2 separate regions of the Astyanax mexicanus genome follow, and region 1 is linked to region 2. The links are chromatin contacts, called in public Hi-C maps. All regions are on one chromosome and are shown on one strand. The core of a region is the stretch at or near the end of the contact, and the rest is flanking DNA. Distances in the headings are between cores, read along the strand shown.

Region 1 (3,929 bases), core at 1,115-3,614, 210 kb before region 2:
GCCACTTCTGGGAGTATGGCACAAGCTGAGGAAGATACTGTTGGGAAAAAAAGGCAAAAAGAGATTAAATTGGCAAAGTGAAAACAAACTAGCACTCATAAAGATGGCCTCAAATGTACAATATTATACTGTAGGCCAGAGCTCCCCATTTCCTCCCATAATAGCTCAGAACGATGGCATTAGTCGTGTAGGTAATGGCTCCGAAGCACCTTAAGTGCTGCTGAGCCTGATAAAATGGATTCATTTTAATTCACATTCAGCGTATGTAGACAAATGGCTTCAACCTTCCAACCTTCTACCCCCCCTTCTCACCTCCTCGCACCTCTGCCTATAGAGGAAAAAAAAGATGATGCTTAGGGGGAGAAACGCTTCCACACCTCTCTCGCTCCTGCACGCATGGCACGGCACTCGTGCGTTTTTGTTAACGAGACAAAAGACCGGTGGCTTTGCAGTATTTAAATCAGTTATGTCTAATTATTTCCTATAAAAATAGTCTATCTAGGGCAAAACCAATGAGATGTAACATTGTCTGCGGAGGGGGGGACCTGGCAGAGTTGGCATGGGTTCAGCTGAACAGAAACAGAACAGAGGAGAAGAGAGAATCTGCTGTAGGCAACATAAATATAACATGAACTCTCCGGGCTTGTGACAGTACAATGGGGGAGTGTTTAGGAGGCTTTTCTGGGGCTCCATCCACCGTGGCTTTCCTCGCCACTCAAGAACACTAGGAAGAGAGAGGAAGATGTGTTGGGGAGGGGAGGAAAGGACAAATTCTGTACATTCAGATGCTGTTAAATTCTAGGTTTACGTCCATGGGAATATCAGGGTGGCATTAAAACTGTGCAGCCATAAATCTCAAAACATCCCCATGTGCTTGAGTGAAATAGCTTATATTAAGGCCAGCTGCTGGCAAGTGACTTGCAGTTTCACATACTTCACAATACTTCAAACCACATAGCCTGCCTGCCGGCCTGTCTGCACCTGTGCTGCTACTGTTGACTTCACAAAATAGAAAGGAACACATATACACACAATTAAATCTAGAGAGAACAGTTGCTGCAGAAACTGCAAGTGTAATTGTAAGCTTAGCAGTGTTACTGTTATACAGCTTTTTGTTGCTAAGGTGTTGTTGGTGGGATGGCTAAAATGAAAGGGGCCAAGCTTTTGCTCTTTACAAAAGATGTTTGGTTCAAAAGCTCTTCCATGCACAGACAGTAGAGCCTGGAGAGCAATAAAGGGAAAGTGGGCCATGTGTGTTCTCTCTAAGCTAGTGTGTAGAATAGCTAAACATCTTGTCATTAATTCCTATGGAAATATATGCTTAGTGATTTTACGCAAAATGTTCAATAGATCAGTTCTTAAAGCAGGCATTAAACTTTACTGTCTAGAGAAGTTTGAATGTTTGGTAAAAAATATACTGAATACTTGTTTTGTTTGGATGCTTTTAAGCATAAAGAATAAAACTAATCTATTAGTTATATGATTCTATGAGCAGAATGTAGTTTTAAAAAATGTGATGTCTAAAGAAGGTTGAATTGTTGTTTAAAAAATAATCATTCTAATGCATTCCTATGGGAGAGTTTTGGTTTTGCTTATGGTAAGAAAACTCATCAATAGGAATAGTTATCTAAAAATTTGCGTCAGATTTTAGAGAGACAAAAAATAATAACAACAGTATGCTTGCCTACTGCAATCATATGAATGAGTCATTTTTGGTACATTTACATTTCTTAGATGTGGGTCCTATTTTAAACATCATGCCATTTTAGCAGCCTGTGTGGAACTTATTAAATCCCCCTTAAAATAGCAGACAGAAGTGATTTCCAAACAGGATCACCACATTTATAGTTCACGCCTCTTTTCTCTTGTGTCTTAATTAATTACATCCACGTCTAGCAGCCGTTTTCTAAGCCTTTTCTGTGTTGTGAAGGGAGGAGAGAAAAACAAACACACCCACACACACTCACACATGCACACACATAAAAACGCAAATCCGAGAGATGACAGAGGGTGTAATCGCTTGCTATGTGATTTAACAATGCACGTTTTTCAACCCATTCACGCCTTGGTTGTCCTTGACCCTTAAGGCGCTTGTAATGTGGCCCATTTCCCCCCTTTGTACCTCTTGTGGAGAAAAGAGCGCCGTGGTGGTGAGCTCTCGCCCCACCGAGCCTACGGCGCCCCCCTCCGGCGCGCCACAAGCGCTTTGAAAGCGGCCCCCAGGAGCGCGCTCATTTTTAGTAGGGCCAGTTCAGATGAGACGGGGAATGGGAGAGGGGGCAAAGGGGGCCTAGGACCTCCACAGGGGGTCCATTTTAAATGCCGCTCTGTGGAATCACAGGGGGGGACTCACTAAGGGGGAGCCCACCAAGTTAGCCATGACAACGGGCAAAGAGCAGGAGAGGGGGCAACAAAACCCCAGCACGACTCACCGTCACCATGGAGGCACTAGCCATCTTTCTGCATGAAACAATCAAACAAAGCTGTGGTCACGATAGGAGTCATAAGAGCTCAGGCCTAATCCTGTTACTAAACACTAAACATTTAACACACTTAAAAACTTAGTTTGCTTTCAAACTGTTAGCTTTGCATATTTCTGCCTGGGCTTAGCCCACATTGGCAATAATAACACACTCAGCATAAATGAGTGTAGCTTTCAGTCCTCCAGAAGTGGCCTGACATACTTTAAACTTATTTTGAGTTAATCCTGGGCTTTCTGTCTTATACAAGTGCATTGGCAGGCATGGCATCTTCTGCTGCAGGTTTACCCTGCTGTGGGGTGTGTTAGGAAGCATTTGCGAGCAATCGCTCCAGAAGCAAACACAACAATCGTTTTAATCAAACAACAGCTGACCAAAGTGTAAAACACCCTCTTAAAAGTGTTCACACAGCAAATAAACCAAACCATGGTTCAGTTGATCCACAATGAGAACGTCTCCTTTAATGTCTTTGGTTCTATGGTCTGAACTGTAGCTTGAAGTACTTTTCACACCTGCTATTTTGATTTACACCAAACAATGTAGATGTGAAAGCACCTTTAAATTATTATTATTATTTTCTGAACCAATCAGTTTTTTGATGGAGGCATGATAACTCAGCCCTTTTGCGAATTAAACAGTTTTGCAATTAATACATAAGCAACATCCTTACTACACAACTGCTTACTACACACTAATGCTGTAAGGTAAAACTAATAAATGCTATACTAATATTAGTGCAGATTTTCCAGGTTAATGAATTCAATATTAGCATACTAGCAAGTCAGTAGTGACAACCAAAAATACACACTGGTACAAAGGCTGGCTTTGAATGCGTGTCGTAAGTTTGTAATCGTGAGATAGTTAACTAGTTATGCTGGTGGAAATATTATATTTACTAGTGCATATAAATTTTGAGCTGTCTGTTATGGCTGTGCAATAAAATATATTTTTATAATTAAGGTAATACTAGTTTTAGAAAGAGCTTTAATAATCTTTTTGAAAATGTAAAAATAACAGTTAATTCCAATTGCATTTCCTGCATGCAGCAACAGAGGGAGCTTTTATAGAGGTCCACAGTAAAAACTTGCAAAACTACTTAAACCAATTTATTGACTAATAATCCTAATTTATCCTATTCCACATTAAAATTGAAATACCAAAAAGCATTACCACATATCACTTTTTATGTTCATATAGTGCACCCCTAGTGTCAATAAAAATGCTGATAACTGTATTATACTTTGGTTTTAAAACTGAATCAAAAATACATGGAAATATTAAAATGCTTGTGCAGGGCCTAATTCTGTTGCTAAACAATCAAAATGTCCTTTTTAGTTCTACGGAAATTAAAAAATGATGTTACTTGTGGATTCCTTAGGCCTTGTCTTTCTGTTAGCTTAGCATAATTGTGTCTAGTGCTCTGCCCACACTGGCAATTATCCTACTGGC
Region 2 (4,082 bases), core at 504-3,003:
TTTTTATATTAATGTTGTTTAAAAAAAAAAAAAAAAAACACTGAGGTTTTAGGAACACGGGACCTACTCTTGTTTTTCGGCTTTGACCTGAAGTTCCTCATTTAGTCATCATGAGACCTCAGGGGCCTATAAAACGGAAACAAATCGGTTCTTTGCAGAGGTATATACAAGCTTCGTTTTTACTGTGGAGTTGGTGACAGGAATAAGGAATGTGTACTATGTGTACAAATATAGCTATTTTATTTACTATTTAGAATAAAAAGTGAATCAAATGATATCTACTAAGTTTTAATATCCGATATTCATAATAGTAAAACTAAAATACACCAACAAATCTGGCAACACATTTGTATCCATCCCATGAAACAGCCAACTACATACACTGCCAAAAAAAGTCGCTGCCTGGATTTAAATAAGCAAATGATCTGCCGTTGCTGCAGTTGGTCAGATCTAGGTGCACCAACAGTATGTGCTGAAAGAATGAGGTCAGCTGACTACCTGAATATACTGAATATAGACCAGGTTATTCCATCAATGGATTTTTTCTTCCCTGATGGCACAGGTATAATCCAAGATGAAAATGTCAGGATTCATGGGGCTGGAATTGTGAAAGAGTGGTTCAGGGAGCATGAGATCATCATTTTTTCACATGGATTGGGACCATAGAGTCCAGACCTTAACCACATTGAGAATCTTTGGGATGTGCTGGAGAAGACTTTGTGCAGCAGTCAGACTCTACCATCATCAATGCTGCAAGATCTTGGTGAAAAATTAATGCAACACTGGATTGAAATAAATCTTTTGAAATTGCAGAAGCTTATCAAAACAATGCCACAGTGAATGCGTGCTGCAAATTAAAGCTAAAGTCGTCCAACAAAATATTAGAGCGTGTGACTTTTTTTTGGTGGTACCTTTTTTTTGCCAGGCAGTGTAGCTTTATGGTGACAATGCTAAAGTCATAAATATGTTTCTTTGACTTCTATTTTGACTCACATCACTCTACATATACACAATAAATGATGTTTCTTTATCTCAGAACAGCCATCTCATTTAGTTAATATTTATATATTTTTTAGATCTGTCCTATTCACCACCGGTATGAATAACTAGGACTGGAAGTTTATTAATTTATAATTCAGGACACCCAAATGAAATTAAATTGTGTTTAAATAATAATAATTAAAGGTCTATAAAATATTATTATCTTAAATTCAGAAGGAGCTAAGTTTAACAAATAAATGGCTTCAAATGAGTAATAAAATCATGAAAAAAATCATGAAAATGATTTCCTACACTTAATAATGATTACTATTAACGCATTACACACATTCTGCCAGTATCAGGAACTGTATAATTTTACAAGCATTAGTTTTGACTAGAATAAAACGGCATAAATATGTACTGTTGCAATTCATGCTGTGGTTTTCAAACTCAGCTTCATAGCTTCAGACACCATCACAAACTACTCACACACACGCGCGCGCCACGCACTCCAGGGATCATCAGCGTGGTACTTACAACGCAAAAATGAGAAAAAAATGTGGAGAGCTTTATTGCACTAGACTACACTACAGACGATTATATGAATGTAAATACACATTAATTTAAAAGAAAATGCAGTAAATATAGACATATAATGATATTTAGTTTATTTAGAATAATACTGTCGATTTGTTTAACACGTCTCAATGAATTTGACACTTTTACGACACTCCCTAAACTCTAGAAGTCACCAGACCCGCTAGATGAGACAAACTTTCCCTAAATATTCCCTTAGCTGCTCAACAGTGTGCAAATTTAACAGCGAGGGCGTGCGTTTTAATGGTTTTCGCTTCGTTTTTGAATAAGATTGAGGTAAACGAGGTAAAATAGGCATCTGTTGGTGCGGAGCGGACCTGTATCAGTTCCGGGTGTGTGTCTATAGCTAAGGTCTGCTGGGCTGGACCAGGCTGGTCACCCTCACTGAGAGCCTCACTGAGAGCAGAGGAGTGGCCCTGTAACACAGCCTCAACTCACACACACATACACAGAGTCCGGCTCACACTCCGCTCCCACGACTCCGCGGTTTCATGCAGTATAGCTGAAAGGGCTGGGGAGAATGGCGGCGGCGTTGCTGTCGGAGTCGGAGATCAGGCAGCGCTCCATGGCTGAGGAGGATCCGAACGGCAACGAGCACGGAGCGGCCGCCCGCAGCAGCGCGCCTCGCTGGGGACCGCAGCACGCCGGGGCCCGCCAGCTGGCCAAACTCTACTCTCCGGGTAAGAGAAGAGGGCGGTCTGCGGGGACAAACACAAACATAACATAGCTAATCTAACCCGGGTTAACATAGCTAGCGGTTAGCTAGCTAACGGTTCAGTCCTCTTCACCTGAGTGTCTGAGAGACAGCCTGGAGACCTGCTGCTAAGGCTAAACCGCCAGCATTCAGAGAAGATTAAGGCCAAAGCAGTGGAGCAGAGCTGAGCTGTAAATCAAGGTCTAGTCTAAACAGCTACAGGTCCTGTTACTATAGCTACAGCAGGTGGGCTGAGGCTGAGTTTAGGCTAATCTGAACAACACCTGTTAGCTAGCAAGCTAGCTAACCAGTTAACCTGACTACATATGTAAGAGCTAGTTTATCAAGCTGACTACTAACGAGGTTGTTAACTGGGTTAAATCTGTGTTACATTGTTTGATAGTTAGCTAGTCAGTTAAAATGACCTAAATTCTTGTTTTATCTATGGTTTTATTCTGAGACCTCCTAAACATGATGAGTTTCTTTGATTTTACCAAATTCAAAACCTCTGGAATATAATCAAGAGGAAGAGATGGGTGATCACAAGCCATCAAACCAAGCTGAATAAAGTTATCCAAAAGCAGTATGTAAGACTGGTGGAGGAGAACAGGCCAAGATGCACGAAAACTGTGATTAAAAGCCAGGGTTATTCCACCAAACATTGATTTCTGAACTCTTAAAACTTTATGAATATGAACTTGTTTTCTTTGCATTATTTGAGGTCTGAAAGCTCTGCATCTTTTTTTTCTGCAGATAAATGTTTATAGAATAAAACAGCAATGTTCATTTTACTCAAAGATATACCGATAAATAGCAAAACTCAGAGACTGAAGTGGTCTCTAAATTATTTCCGAAGCCACTCATTACAACTCCCCCCCCATCACTACTGATGCCCCAACACCAGGAGGGTGAACACTAGCACGTCTCCTCCGATATGTGTAAAGTCAGCCTCCGCCTCTTTTCAAACTGCTGCTTATGTAGCGTTGCTGAGTAGCATCACAGCGCACTTGGAGGAAAGCGCAGCGACTCTGTTCCGATACATCAGCTCACAGTCGGATTGTGCTGAGCGACATCACCCTTTGGAGTGATGTGGGGAGAGAGTGCCATCTACCCTCCATTATTTTTAATTTATTTTTATTTATTTTATTTTAGATGTAATGTTACAACACATATCAACATCCAGTTTTCCCAACCAAAGGAGCAACAACAACAGATAGTCCTGTCACAATAAGAATTTTTTGTTGACGATTTATCATTTCACAAATGAGTGTAGTTAAATGAATTACATCATTGTAATTTAAAGACCATTTAAATGCCACTGACTGATAACTGAATAGCATAACAAAGCAGTTGTAGCCTTTTAAAACAGTGGAAAAATATTGGTATAATCAGACACTAACTCTTTTTTTTTTTTTAAGAATAATTACTTTCGGCCAATTTGGCCAATATTTTAAACTGATACTTTTCTGACACTTTTTCTTTTGCTGGAAAAGGACCAAGTGACGCTGACCACAATTACAATTGGCCAACACTGACTGTGCTAGTTTAAAAATCTTTGATTTAAACTAAAGTTTTTTTAATCTGTATTAGTTTTAAAGGTGTAAAGTTATAGCCTACTGGTGTGTGTAGTCTCTGTGTAAGTTATTAATGTGTGTTTCGTACATGTGTAATATCGGTTATACCTACATTTCTCACTTTAATCAAGATAATGTCTTGTGGAAAAATCTTTTTTTTTATTTTTAGTCAGACTGAAAGTCATATCAGTCTTAGCTTAATAAGATGAATAGAAAACAAGTGCAAGTTCGTGTTA

What was found. A called contact is a pair of places that touch in the nucleus more often than the background predicts.
Region 1: a contact with region 2 is called in a Hi-C map of muscle, with 16 times the contacts expected there. The contact joins the enhancer-like site here to the promoter of si:ch211-212o1.2 in region 2. A contact is called at or near these places in 2 of 3 Hi-C or Micro-C datasets (both in muscle).

The regions. Positions count from the first base shown.
Region 1 is chr9:22,956,101-22,960,029 of AstMex3_surface, reverse strand. The region is part of intron 1 of znf423 (zinc finger protein 423); the gene reads left to right. Among protein-coding and RNA genes, the nearest start is that of znf423, 8.3 kb to the left of the region's middle. Within about 2 kb of position 2,364, the one cell type or tissue checked has an H3K27ac peak away from gene starts, as active enhancers do.
Region 2 is chr9:22,749,105-22,753,186 of AstMex3_surface, reverse strand. si:ch211-212o1.2 (TMEM189_B_dmain domain-containing protein) reads left to right here and starts at 1,753. Exons shown (of 6, transcript XM_007249191.4): 1 at 1,753-2,258. The coding sequence starts at 2,099.